Regions from separate parts of the Mus musculus genome. Here regions 2 and 3 are each linked to region 1. Evidence: chromatin contacts called from public Hi-C and promoter capture Hi-C data. All regions are on one chromosome and are shown on one strand. The core of a region is the stretch at or near the end of the contact, and the rest is flanking DNA. Distances in the headings are between cores, read along the strand shown. Region 1 holds the start of Mmp15 (matrix metallopeptidase 15). Region 2 has its middle 8.6 kb from the start of Gm51586. Region 3 holds the start of Got2 (glutamatic-oxaloacetic transaminase 2, mitochondrial).

Region 1 (4,531 bases), core at 1,093-3,592:
CTACGGGATGTCTCAGAGCAGCCTGTATGCCAAAGCCAGCTCTAAGGGTTATGACATCCATCCTTCCACCCACTGTGGATTCCAACATGCAACCTTTCTGAGTCCCCTCCAGCCACAGCCTAGGCACAGCCAAAATTGTACCCCAAGAGTCAATCTTAGCCAGGGACACCATGGTTTTCTTCTGCGGTGTGTGTATGTGTATACGTGGTGGTGGTGATAGACTGTGGGCACACTTGGCTGTACTGCCTCAGTTGGAGGAGGCTCCCTAAGCCTCAGCTCCTTGGCCATCCAGGAGGCCCATTCACAACCACCAGACTCCAGCTTGGTCTGTGTAGGCCACAAATTCTCAAAGGGGAATCAGTGACTTGAAATTCTTTGGCACCTTCTCTGGTGGTAGCACCTAGGTTACAGGCAAACAATTCCTACCAGCAGGAGCTCCCCCTGAAAGCCTCTGCCCCAAGGCATTGTGAATTGGGTTGGGTTCCCTGCAACTCTCTGATCTGATGAGAGGAAGGCAAGGCAGGTGGAGGATTGGAGGTGTAAACTGGCCCCCCCCAACCCAAGTTTTTATTAAAGTAAGATGGGGGAGGGAACAGACTTCCATTGGAAAAATCTCTCTCAGGCAGACTAGAAAACTGGGCAAGCCTTCGGGGCTGGGATGGAATAGTAGGCTGTCTGCAAACCATCGCTCCAGGCAGCCCAAGGGCACCAAGGCCCCAAGCCTACACAGAAGATGCAGACCCTGGCTCATCCTCTCTCCAGATTCCACACCTAGTCTCCTTTCTCCTAGAGCTGGAAAGAATGATCATTAAAAGTTCGATGGCACCCAGCGCGCTAGGGGCATACACTGGAGGGAGAGGTACCCATAGGGACTCTGAGCAGAGACCGCGCCTGGTCACTTGCAGGACCAATCCAGAGAGCAGCCAGCATATGGACGTCAGCCCGGCTTCCAGAGAAAAGAGGCGTGGAGTCTACCCAGTTTCACCCAGGCCTGGGCGTAGGGACGCTGGTGTGAAAAGTGTTTCAGAAGATAGGGCCTGTCCTTCAGACCCTGTCCCTGGAGTGGGAATGCTTCAGCCCCAAGAAGTCACCAAAGCACCTTTGCAATCCGTCATTAGCCTGGGAGATTCACACCCATCCCCCAACCACCCTGGCTAGCCCGGCGACGCACGATGTCAGCCAAAGGAGCTTCAGCCAAAGCGCGAGCGCTGCGGGGCTCTTGCTCCGCCTAAGCTCTCACTACCCGCAGCACCCCACCCCTCGTCACTCGTAAAGCCCACATTGCGCGGATCCGGCTCTCGAGGAATCGCGCGGGCTAAATGACTGGAGGCGAGGGATAGGGGCTGCGGAAGCGGCTGCAGGGACTCAAGCTAGGGCGGGTCAGTGCCCCGAGCGGCTTTCAGGGTGCACAGCAGCTGCGAGCTCTGTGCTCCCAGGGCTTTGGGAAGAGGCGCGCAGCAGAGCTCTGACCAGGGAGTGGCAGCCTGCCAGTCCCGCTTTTTCAATCAGGCTCTCCAGCCCAGATCGGTCCTCACCCCCTAAGGCCGGGTGCGTCTCCCCCCACCTGCAGGTCCCCGCTGCGGCGGGTGTGGTTCGCACTACATCCCTCGGGTTCTTACCTCCGCGGCGTACACTTCGGCGTCTTTAGACGCTGTACCATGGCCCAGACAGTCCAGAAGCACCAGTAGCAGCGGGAGCAGCGAAGCTCGGCTGCTGAGGCAGCTGCCAGTGCAGCCTGGACGTCCGAGTGCGCTCCGGTCGCTGCCCATGCTCCTAGGCAGTCAGCCCGGTCCTGAGCGCTGCACGCGGGGCTAGCTGGCTGGCCCGCACCGCGTCCTCGCACGCGGCTGGGAAACTTGCGACGCTCCCTGGCTCCCGGCCCCGCGGGCGCGCGGCGGACCTCCGGCTCCCGGTGCCTGCCTGAGGAGCTCAGGTCCCCTCTGCCAATTCCCAAACCGGGTGAGAAGCGGGCAGGGCAGGTCGGGGCACGCGGGGACTCGCCCGCTGGAGAAGGGGACCGGCCGAGCTGCACGCCGCAGAGTCTCGCAGCGTCGGCGCGGTGCGCCCTGGCCCCGGCCCCCGAGAGCAAGCAGAACTCCAGAGCCTTTGTCTGGCTCAGCGCTCCGGCCGCCCGGTCCCGCGGCGCCCCCTGCGCGCCCTGCACTCTCTGTCCATGCCCAAGGTCCTCCGCGCTGCCCAGAGTGCGCGCTTCCCTCTGGCGACTCCACTAGCTGCCGCGCCCAATCGGGCCTGGATCCCCAGGCAGTCCCGGGAGGGGCGCAGGGAACCGGCCCGACAGAGCGACGAGCCCGCCAGCCAGCTAGCCAGCGCCCGGCGTCCCCGGCGAGTTTGGCTCCGCAGCCCTACTCCCAGTGCGCGGCGGGAGCCGCGGTTCTTAAAGGGCCAGTGTGCTCCCTGTGCGCAAAGCCAGGCGGAGGCTGGGGGCGGGACCTAACCCGAGGCTTCTCAGTAGCAGGTGCCGCCTGCGGTGACCCGGCAGGTGGGTGACCCTACTCCATTTTTCCTGATGGCAGTAAACCTCTCCTAGCCTGCTTAGCTCCTATCTCTGGGGAGCAGGAGTGACCCATGACTCGACCCTATGCTGAGGGAGGGCGCAAGGAAGGCGAGATCTCCCTTGGAGGGAGGCGAGAGGACATTCAGATCAAAGTGGGACAGAAAAAGACTTGGGTAAGGACCTGAAGTACTGCTTTAAGCTTTTAAACATGGCAATAAAACTCTGGGGGTGGGGGGAAGTTGGAGGAGCAAGTAAGATGGCTCAGCAGGTAAAGGCCCTGGCCACTATCAAATTTGTCAAGTACGGCGAAAAACTTCGATCTCCAGGACCTACTTGGTGAACCGATAGAACCTGTGCCACCGTAGCGCTCGTTAGACCCTACACACCCACGCAAGTCCCAGAGCAGAGTGTCTTAGTCTCTTTAGTAAATTTCCCCAGTGGAGAAGTCTGGGATTAGGGCGCCTCTGGGGCGCCTCTAGTGCTGAATGCAACCTAGAGCGCACGCTTACAAGGCGTGTGAGTCTGCATCCTTACTCCCTGCCCAGTGGATAAGAGCAACTGACTAGATTTTTTTCTGAGTTTCAGTGTTGGGCTGAGGGTTCCGGTTCCTAGTGTGCACACATTTCGTTTCCAAGAAAAGTCCATTCCACTATATTTGGTCTCTGTGCCCGCGAGGCCCATCGGAACTCCGGGTGGAAGGGCAAACCTTCTGGGGAAGCTGGGGCTGGATTTTAATTTTTACTCCGGCGTGGACGCTAAGGTGATCGAAGGGCCACGGCAACTTCGTCCAACCCCAGGTCAGCCCTAGTGTCCTTAACTGGGGGAATTGGTATGCCACTTGAGAACCAGGGCAGAAGGCAGCACACTTTATCACCTCCCCACAGACTAGAGAAATGGTGTTTACCTTCCCTGAGGGTGGTCTTTCCTAGAGTTGACTCTCTGGATGCCTCCGACCCCTCTCACCTCTCAGAATCAGGAGACCTGGCAAAGGACCTTATGGCTGGTTTGAACCCACTCACCGGCTGAAGGAAAATAAAGCATACCCATTGCCTGGCCTACTAACAGCTCGAGGAAAGGAGATGGGGATTTAGAGAAGAGGTAGAGGCAGTCTCTCCCCTTCCCACTGGTGGACCTCTCTGTTGGGGGTCCCTCGCCGGGAAAACCAGCTGCTGAATTTTCTAATTAGAAATTTGATTTTGGGGCTGGTGAGATGGCTCAGTGGGTAAGAGCACCCGACTGCTCTTCCGAAGGTCCAGAGTTCAAATCCCAGCAACCACATGGTGGCTCACAACCATCTGTAACAAGATCTGACTCCCTCTTCTGGAGTGTCTGACAGCTACAGTGTACTTACATATAATAAATAAATCTTTAAAAAAAAAGAAAAAAAAAGAAATTTGATTTTGACAAATGTCTAGTGTCTGGTGAAAAACAGCCCCTTTTCTGTTCAGGTGTACTGCATCTGTTTGCCAAATTTATTCCCAACTTTTTTTTTTTTTTAAACTGAGTTTATGGGGCTAACTCGGAATAAGAAAAAAGAAAACCAATCTCACTCGAGTCGGCAAGATTTGAGAGACTATGATAAGTCAAATCTGATGCCCCCCCCCCATTGCCGGTTGTTCTAGCTGTAGGAAATGGATCCCACCCCCCCGTCCCTTTCCCCTCCCCACCTCAAAAAAGTTTTTCCCAGACAGTATTTCATTGTGTAGCCTTGCTGTCTTGGACTTCACTCTATAGACCAGGCTGCTCTCTGATTCACAGAGATCCACCTGCTTCGCCTCCCAGGATTAAAGCCGAATACCACACCCAGCAGCAGTGGAAATGGATCTTTATGTGAGAGATTCTTCAGAAAACTCTGGATTTCAAACCAGGTCTCTGGGTTCCCGGCCCAGGTCGACTTCACTGGAATCTGGAGCATTTTGTTTCCCATCTAGGTTTGCTTTCTTATTTGTAAGAGGAGGACCCAGATTCAGCGCTCTTAACCTTTGAGCCATCTCTCTAGCCCCCATTACCTGATTT
Region 2 (4,531 bases), core at 1,144-3,643, 560 kb before region 1:
TCTTTTAAAAATCCAAAGTCTTTTTAAATTAAAAGTCTCTTAACTGTGGGCATCACTAAAACAGTTTCTTCCTTCAAGAGGGAAAATATCAGGGCACAGTCACAATCAAAAGCAAAAATCAATCTCCAACCGTCCAATGTCTGGGATCCAACTCACGATCTTCTGGGCTCCTCCAAGGGCTTGGGTCACTTCTCCAGCCATGCCCTTTGTAGCACACGCGTCATCCTCTAGGCTCCAGATGCCTCTACTCCACTGCTGCTGCTGCTCTTGGTGGTCATCTCATGGTACTGGCATCTCCAAAACACTGCATGACCCCTTCAGTCCTGGGCCATCAATTGCAACTGAGGCTGCACTTTCACCAATGGCCTTCCATGGCCTCTCACAGTGCCAAGCCTCAGCTGCTCTGCTCAACTCCTTCATGCCTTCAAAACCAATACCACCTGGGTGACCCTTACATATTACCAAGTCCCGCTGCAGCAGGAGTGCAACCTTGGCTATCTCTGGAACACAGCCTCTTTGTGCTTTCAGAAAACACTTCCCAGAAGATGTCACCTCAATGATGCTGGTCTCTTCTTAATCACCGCTAATTTCTTAGCTCCAGCTAACCAGCATCAATAGTCCCAGTAATGCAAAGTTTTTGCTTTAGTAGTTCTGGTATCTTGTTAATCACAGCTGATTCTTCAGCCCCAGCTAACCAGAACTACAGAATCTTCACAATCAAAACAGCAATGGCCCTGAAAAGAGTCTTTAATTTTCCCTCTGAAATTTCACAAACCAGACCTCCATCTTCTACAGTGTTCTCAACATTATCTTCCAAGCTCCTGCACAACCTCCAACAGAGCTCTTAACAATGGATGGATCTTCAAGCCCAAAGTTCCAAAGTCCTTCCACAATCCTCCCCAAAACATGGTCAGGTTGTCACAGGAATACCCCACTATGCTGGTACCAATTTGTCTTAGTCAGGGTTTGTATTCCTGCACAAACATCATGACCAAGAAGCAAGTTGGGGAGGAAAGGGTTTATTCGGCTTACATTTCCATACTGCTGTTGATCACCAAAGAATGCAGGACTGGAACTCAAGCAGGTCAGAAAGCAGGAGCTGATGCAGAGGCCATGGAGGGATGTTCTTTACTGGCTTGCTCAGCCTGCTCTCTTATAGAACCCAAGACAACCAGCCCAGAGATGGTCCCACCCACAAGGGGCCTTGCCCCCTTGATCACTAATTGAGAAAATGCCTTACAGTTGGATCTCATGGAGGCATTTCCTCAACTGAAGCTCCTTTCTCTGTGATAACTCCAGCTGTGTCAAGTTGACACAAAACTAGCCAATACATGCCCAGAACCTGGAGGAAGCGTGGGTGAGTGTGGAGTTGATATGCACTTGGCCCTTCTCAGCCCCGGCACTTTAGTCCGGTCTCTTCAGGAACTGACCCTCAGTGTTCCTTCCTCATATCCCGTGGTCATTCTATGAGCTAGGGAAGCAGCTGAGCCCAAAGTTCACACTATCCTAAGCCCTGTCTCTAGTGACCCTGGCATATTCATATCCACATTCTCTCCCCGACCCGCCACAGGGTATCGTATTGGACAGGCTGGCCTTAAACTCACAATGGATCCAAAGATAATCCTGAGCTCCTAACCCTTCTGCTGCTACCTCCCAAGTGCTGAGATCACAGGTCATCTTAGCCTGTCTCCATATTTCTACAGGACTGGAAAAACGGGAATATCCAGTTCTCTGAAAAGAGCTTGGAGCCCCTTGTGACTTCTGTTAGACTGAAATGCTGGTCACTCTAAGCAGCCAGCATGATCCCCAGACTCGCTCTTTCTCTCTTTTTCTTCCTTTTCCTCTTCCTCCATCTCCACACCCCTCTCTCTTTTCCTTTTCTCCCTCCTCCCCTCCCTCCCTTTTTCTCTCTCTATAAAGAGTTAAAAACATACATGCTGTGGTTTCACATTTATGGTCTTTCTCCTTACCTGGCTCTTCCACACTTCTCTTCACAGCAGGTGATCCGAACTGAATCACATGGTAGGGGCTTCTCACCACCCCACAGATGGATTTAAAAGTCAGATATCTTCCTTTATTTGAAAACCATCATCCTGTGGGTTGAAGCTTTCTCTGCATGCTCTCACCATCATCCTGCGAGTGGCAGCATGCTCTGTCTCTTTCTGTCTCTGTCTCTATCTTTGTCTCTCTGTGTGTGATTCTCTCTCTCTCTCTCTCTTTCTCTCTCTCTTATATACACACACACACTCTTACTTTAAGCTATTCCTCTTAATTACATTCCTCTCCAAGTTTTATAGGAAAACCTCTCTCTCCCTTTAAAGCCCACCATGTTGCCCCTGACCCCTTTGTCAGCTCTCCCACCTTAAAGTTCAATCATGATTCCCACGGTCATCATGTCTTTTCTCCCAATAAAGCTCCTTCTAGAAGGGCCATTTTGTGTCAGCCCTTCTCTCCCGATCCAACCACCACCACTCTCTTACTTCTAACAGTTTCTTCCTCCTACAAAATAGGATGCGTGTGCTAGAAATCAGAGGAGAGCAGGAGGTTAGTTTGGAAAAACAGCTGCCAGGAAAACATCACTGAATAATATAATTCTGAATGAATTATAGCGGGAGAGAAAGCCTCGTGATCAGAGAAGGGTGGCAAGCAGACCTGGGAGTAAAATCGTCTTAAGAACATTAGGAGAGAAAAAAATCATCACATGAGAGGCATGTGAGAAGCTTAATTAGGAGAGAGAGCTTCAAGCAGGAAAATAGGAGAGAGGTCACTCACTGTGCAGTGTGATGGGGATCCTGAAGAAAAAGGTCTTCAGATCCCCTGAATAAAAGGGGGTCTTCAGCCGGGCGTGGTAGCGCACGTCTTTAATCCCAGCACTCAGGAGGCAGAGGCAGGCAGATTTCTGAGTTCAAGGCCAGCCTGGTCTACAAAAGTGAGTTCTAGGACAGCCAGGTCTATACAGAGAAACCCTGTCTCAAAAAAACCAAAACAAACAAAAAAAAAGGCGGGGGGTCTTCTACTTTTATGGTTTTAGAGGGTTACCAATAAGTTCCACACCATGTGACTTAGTCTGGCTTATCCTATGTAACAAGGAGTCATGTTGTGGGTAGGTCATAAATAAATCTCGGAGCTTGAATCAGGAGTCACCACTAGCAGCGTCTTAAACTCTTGGAGTGGGGAGAGTAGGGGGGTGGGAGGACATGACACTGATTTCTGACAATGAGAAGAGCGGCTAGACAGTCTATGAGCAGCCACAGTTGCTTTAAACAAAGGCTTTTGCCAAATGTTAAATAGACCATTTTCACCAGATAGCTATAAGTCTATTTAAAAGGAAATGGAAGATGGAATGAAGCCCCAGGTACTGTGGCTTACAGGTGTGAAAACTGTTTCTCCCCAAGACAGTCAGCCTGACAAGGGCCCAAATTCTTCCTGAACCGCTCTCTGAGCCCCGCCCCTTTCCCTTTCCCACTAGCTCACCACGTAAGGATTGTGCAGTTGATATTAAAGGAACAACATCTCCACATCCACTGTCTTAGTCAGGGTTTCTATTCCTGCACAAACATCATGACCAAGAAGCAAGTTGAGGAGGAAAGGGTTTATTCAGCTTACACTTCCATACTGCTGTTCATCACCAAGGAAGTCAGGACTGGAACTCAAGCAGGTCAGGAAGCAGGAGCTGATGCAGAGGTCATGGAGGGATGTTACTTACTGGCTTGCTTCCCCTGGCTTGCTCAGCCTGCTCTCTTATAGAACCCAAGACTACCAGCCCAGGGATGGTCCCACCCACAAGGGGCCTTTCTCCCTTGATCACTAATTGAGAAAATGCCTTACAGTTGTATCTCATGGAGGCATTTCCTCAACTGAAGCTCCTTTCTCTGTGATAACTCCAGCGGTGTCAAGTTGACACAAAAGTAGCCAGTACATCCACCCCACAAAAGCTAAGGCCCTCACTAAGCCAATAGCTGCAGGGGCAGTTCTATGGGGACTGCAGGCGAAAAGCAGCTACCCCCAACCCACCCCAGACACTGTGATACAAAGAATCCACAGACCCTGCATCTCAAAGCCGCTTATGTAAGGAAAACAGCCAACTTCCCCCATTCTGACCCTAAGGAAACCCACTCCCTTCTCTATCCTCAGCTACAACAACGCCAGCTTAAGGCCTGTAACCCGTGCTCCAGCTCTGGCCATCCTGTTGCTTAGTCCTGCACCCTGATGGCACTGTGTACGGGCTGATCTTGACACACCACACCCCAGGTTAAATACAGCTCTAGCTGTCAAGGTCGTGTAAACTCTCGTTCTTTATTTCTTCCTACCATGTTAATTCTTACAGACTTCCCACCAGTGGGCAATGGGGATGAGACCTTGTCACCGCCACATGCATTCCTTAGTTTACCAACACTCAGACTCAGGACTGGAGAGATGGCTCTGTGGTTAAAAGCACTGGCTGCTCTCACAGGTATCCTAATTGTGGTTCCCAGAACTCACAAGACAGCTCACAACCAGATCCAAGGGATCTGATACCCTACTCTGGGTC
Region 3 (4,531 bases), core at 1,288-3,787, 540 kb before region 1:
GTATCTACAACAAGCTCAAAGCAGCTTCATACTGTAAGCTCATTATAAGTTCAAAGCAACAGTTTTTACATGGCCTTGCCTCATCACAGCACACACCTGTGGCTTCATCCTTGGCGCAGAATATTTTTCCTTGAACACGGATTTGTCCCAAGCCTACATCTCTTTTTAGTGTATGAAAGCTCACTGTATTTCTTAGTATGCAGCCTTTACTTATGAGTGGGCACATTCTATTCTCGATTCTAACTTTATTACATCTTTCTAACAAAACAACTAAAACCATCTTACAACTTTCTTCCTAAAATTACTTTAATCAAGTCAGGAATTCTGTGAAATCACTAATACATCTAAGCAGCATTAACTCATGAAAGCTCATCTTTATGTTGATCTGCAAGAAATCTGCTCAATAGGGTGGAGTAACACCCAGGAATCCTTAGGCTATGCAATAAGTGACAGGAAAGGCAAATCAGCTGCAAGAAACAATCCTGGGCCTGGCTTACAGGTTCTGAGGTTCAGTCCATTATCATGGTGGGAGCATAGCAGCATCCAGGTAGACACGGTGCTGGAGGAGCTGAGAGTTCTACATCCTGTTCTGAAGGCAGAGGAAGAGACTGTTCTACAGGCAGCTAGGAGGAGGGTCTCAAAGCCCACCCCACAGTGACACACTTCCTTCAACAAGGCCACATCTCCTAATAGTGCCTTTTCCTGGTCCAAGCATATTCAAACCACAACACATACAATAGTGCAGGAATCCAAAGTCATTGCCAATAGGAATCTAGCCCAAGATTTACTTGCTGGGTGGTGGTAGCACATGCCTTTAATCCCAGCATTTGGGAGGCAGAGGCAGGCAGATTTCTGAGTTTGAGGCCAGTCTGGTCTACAAAGTGAGTTCCAGGACAGCCAGGGCTCTACAGAGAAACCCTGTCTTGAAAAACCAAAAAAAAAAAGAAGAAGAAGAAGAAGAAAAAAGAATCTAGCCTAAAAGCTGGAGAGATGGCTCAGTGGTTAAGAGCACTGTCTGCTCTTCCAGAGGTCATGAGTTCAATTCCCAGCAACCACATGGTGGCTCACAACCATCTGTAATTGGATCTGATGCCCTCTTCTGGTGTGTCAGCAACAGGATGCTCATACAACATTAAATAAATATCTATTTTTTTTTAATCTAGCCCAAGGTCAGGGAGACACATGTGCCAGAAGACAGTAAGTTAGGGTAGACCAGAATGTGATTCCATGTAGGGATCTGGACTTCATGCAACAGCCCTGGAAGAAATGAAGATATCCTAAAGAGGCACTGTGTCTATCAATTTGACTACTGAAACAATGGAACCCAAAGAAATGGCAATATCTCTAGGAATCTCATACTGAAATAAGAAAAGGCCCCAGCCAGAGAGGCAACCTTTCTCCCAGAGAGTCTATACAGTTCTAGCAACTTATCAGATCCATCACCTTATAGGATGGGTTAATGGCAGGCAGGAACACAAGCTGACTGGGAATCTGTTTACGTTGGAATCTCTCATTTGAACCCCGAAGGAAAACTGGATCTTTCTGTCCAACTTCCTAGTGTGGCCACATTGAGTAAAAAAAAAAAAAAAAAATTTCGAGACAGGGTTTCTCTGTGTAGACCAGGCTGGCCTCGAACTCTGAAATCCACCTACCTCTGCCTCCCAAGTGCTGGGATTAAAGGCATGCACCACCACCACCCAGCAAGTAAATCTTTTTCTGCTTTTCACTATTTTACTTTGTTTGAGGACCAGTGACCTGGGCCTGGTTTGCAGCACATGCTGTGGCCCCCAGATTTGATAACAATCACACAGACAACTGAAGTGGCCGGAGAAATTAGACTGGCAATCTATACAGATTTCTGCAAGGCATCCCTGGGAAATAATGGCCCATGTTCAGAGTGAATTCGGTCAACTTGTGGACTTGTCTCAAATTCATTCTCCCAGCCTTTAAAAGCTTATTCATTTCTTCCAAACATAATTATGAAGACTTGATGTGCAAAAGTTTGTCGTTGGTCCTGGGTAATTTTGTATTGACTAATCAGGCTTTTTTTTTTTTTTTTTTTTTTTTTTTTTTTTTTTTTTTAGGGCATAATCTGCTAATCTCACAAGTTAATACTCACAACTGCCCCACAAAATATGCCTGTTGTCCTCTAACAGGGACATGAAAGCATTCTGAACCTTGAGAGACTTGCACTTGGGGAAACTAGTGGGTTGAAAGGAAAACCACACTGGAGCATTAGGAAAAAAAAAAAATACTTCCTCGGGTCAGTTTACATTTTTTTCCTTCTTTCAAACTGGCACGCTAGGCAGCTGCCTCTAGCGTAGCGGATGATTAACTGGAAGCAGAGCGCTGAGCACTGTGGACTGCGCATCCTCACATACAAGCTTCACAGGATTTATAGGCAGCGATTAGCAGTGCCCTTGCGAGTTTCCATGACCTCCGTGGAGGCGTCGTCGTTCTACCCCCGACCGCAAGGGGCCGCTGCGACATGATTCGCTCCAGGCGCAGGGCCGCTCTAGCCACGCCCAGGGAAGTCACTGTCCTCACCTTTTAGGAGCCCGCGCCTCGGTTCCAGCGGACGCTTCCCCAGATCTCGGCTCTACCACCATCCACTGCCGTCTTACCGCCCACCATGGCCCTCCTGCACTCCAGCCGCATCCTCTCCGGGATGGCTGCTGCCTTTCACCCAGGCCTAGCTGCTGCAGCCTCTGCCAGAGCCAGGTGAGCCGAGGGATACAGAGATGCAGCGGCACCGCGGGCCTGCCCCTGCCCAGCCGAACTGTGGACCCTGTGAAACCTGCACCCCACCCCGCGATCGGACACACGTGCGCACCTCGTGTGTCCCCAAGGGTTGACTGTCCCGAGTCTTAGAGTCCAGTGTCTGCGCCCCGGGGTGACCCCAGGACCCCTCATCCCTCCCCTGTATCTCCGGACAGAGGGCCAGCGTAGCCCCCGAGGTGGGAATTGTGGTTCTCGACTGCACCCAGAATCCCATTCTAGCGGGTGATGGGGGGTCCCAGATGTGGACTCAGCACAGTGGGGTGCGGGGCAAGGGGTGAGCACGTGGGCGGTGGCGCTGGGCCATCCTCTAGCCGATTGGCTATGGTGCCGGAGCTGCCTGTCGCTGATTGGCTGTGGTGCAGGGGGGCGCGCATGTCCTTGACCAGCTGCCCTGCGGGACAACAGGTCCAGCTGTCGGGGTCCAGAGGGTTAAATCTGCCAGTGCTGTGTAGAAGCAGCGTGCGTGACGGGGGGAAATGTGACCACATGCAAGGAGGTTCTGGGGGCGTCCAGATCCGGTGTGCATCCATGACCTTGGCGTAGTGCATCCTTCAGTGTCACCACAGTAGTGCCTGATGATCCCCTATCCCCTGACAGACCAGCCTGGCCTTTGGATGGAAAAGGGTTGAAGTGTAATGTACTTTCTTTGTTTTAAACCCTTGGGAGATTCTGTTGACTGGAAGCCATCAATCTTTCCCTGCATTTCAGTCGGCTCTTTGCTCCTTAAAATATTTCGTAACCCAGTTTCTCCGAGCCAGGCACTGGACCAGTTGCTGGTGATGCAGCTGTGAGCAAGACAAGAGGACTGACTTCCTTTTTTAAAAAAAGACAAATGAGTCATCTTAAACTAAGGTGTACTGAAAGTGCCAGGCCTAAACGGGAACTAGTAACTCCTGATTCTTCCTTGGGCCTCAGAAGAGCAGATTTGAGACAGTCTCCTGGAGTACGGCAGACACCTCCCCGGGGCACATACTAACTGGGAGCGAAGCCTACGTAACTTTTTATGCTTGCCTTCTTCCCTTTGAATGTGTTCAAGCATCTTCAAGGTAGTAGAACAGTCTGTCCTTCCCAGAGCCCGTTTTTTTGGCTCCATGCCAATGGGTGCCCTTTTACGCCTACCCACCTGAAGGGGAGGAGAAACGGGGGAGAGTTATTTATGCTGCAATTTGGAGAACAAAAATGAGGTACTTGTATGGGTAGGAGGAAAATCAGTTTTCCCGTTATTTTAACCTTGAAATATCCCTGTTTGTAATGTATATCTATATACCCGAAATACCTGACCTTCACTTAAACTGCTTGGCCCGGTTTCCCCTTGGATGTGACTGCTTAGTGATTTCAGTCTGAGAGCCTGACTGCTGTTTCTTTTCTGTCATTTCCCAGTTAGAATTTAAGGTAAGGGATAGCAGAGACCTTGGCAACTTAGTTCTGAGTTGTATCTAAACGCTTGCTTGCTTCTGTGTCGGGGTTACGTAGCCCTGGCTAGTCTGAAACTTACTATGTACACCAGGCCTGCCTGGGACACAGCTGCAGTCATTTTACCTGTAGCTTTCTAATGTTACTACAGCTTCCTTCTCCCTTCCCCCAGGGATAGAACCCAGGGCCTCAGTGCATACCAGGCAAGCACTGTGCCAGAGATACAGGCCTGGCCCGTGAAATGCCTTTCACTTTGTATATTTTTATTTCAAGCCCTCATTTTATAAACAAATACAGCATTTTTTTTTTTCATTTTTAGATCAAAATCTACACATGG

The links. Promoter capture Hi-C pulls out the DNA fragments that hold promoters and counts their contacts. Hi-C and Micro-C count contacts between places; a contact is called where the count stands out from the background.
Region 2: a contact with region 1 is called in a Hi-C map of the N1E-115 cell line, with 5 times the contacts expected there. The contact joins the enhancer-like site here to the promoter of Mmp15 in region 1. A contact is called at or near these places in 17 of 39 promoter capture datasets (the 3T3-L1 cell line, the C10 cell line, the HPC-7 cell line and 9 more), 1 of 15 datasets of contacts at CTCF or cohesin (embryonic stem cells), 19 of 484 Hi-C or Micro-C datasets (the Ba/F3 cell line, the N1E-115 cell line, cortical neurons and 6 more), 8 of 115 datasets of contacts at active chromatin or transcription factors (astrocytes, embryonic forebrain, embryonic stem cells and 4 more) and 2 of 9 other capture datasets (adipose tissue and embryonic stem cells).
Region 3: a contact with region 1 is called in a promoter capture Hi-C map of stem cell-derived epiblast-like cells, with 7 times the contacts expected there. The contact joins the promoter of Got2 here to the promoter of Mmp15 in region 1. A contact is called at or near these places in 13 of 39 promoter capture datasets (the 3T3-L1 cell line, the C10 cell line, the HPC-7 cell line and 8 more), 7 of 484 Hi-C or Micro-C datasets (the C2C12 cell line, embryonic stem cells, extraembryonic endoderm stem cells and 1 more), 5 of 115 datasets of contacts at active chromatin or transcription factors (astrocytes, embryonic stem cells, extraembryonic endoderm stem cells and 2 more) and 1 of 9 other capture datasets (embryonic stem cells).

What each region holds. Positions count from the first base shown.
Region 1 is chr8:95,350,107-95,354,637 of GRCm38.p6, reverse strand. It overlaps Mmp15 (matrix metallopeptidase 15), which reads right to left and starts at 2,342. Exons shown (of 10, transcript NM_008609.4): 1 at 1,620-2,342. The coding sequence starts at 1,769.
Region 2 is chr8:95,908,618-95,913,148 of GRCm38.p6, reverse strand. No RefSeq gene overlaps it. Among named protein-coding and RNA genes, the nearest start is that of Gm51586, 8.6 kb to the right of the region's middle. Within about 2 kb of position 2,393, at least 4 of the 459 cell types and tissues checked have an H3K27ac peak or open chromatin away from gene starts, as enhancers often do. A contact at or near this core is called in the N1E-115 cell line, where this site is marked.
Region 3 is chr8:95,886,407-95,890,937 of GRCm38.p6, reverse strand. It overlaps Got2 (glutamatic-oxaloacetic transaminase 2, mitochondrial), which reads left to right and starts at 2,537. Exons shown (of 10, transcript NM_010325.3): 1 at 2,537-2,721. The coding sequence starts at 2,633.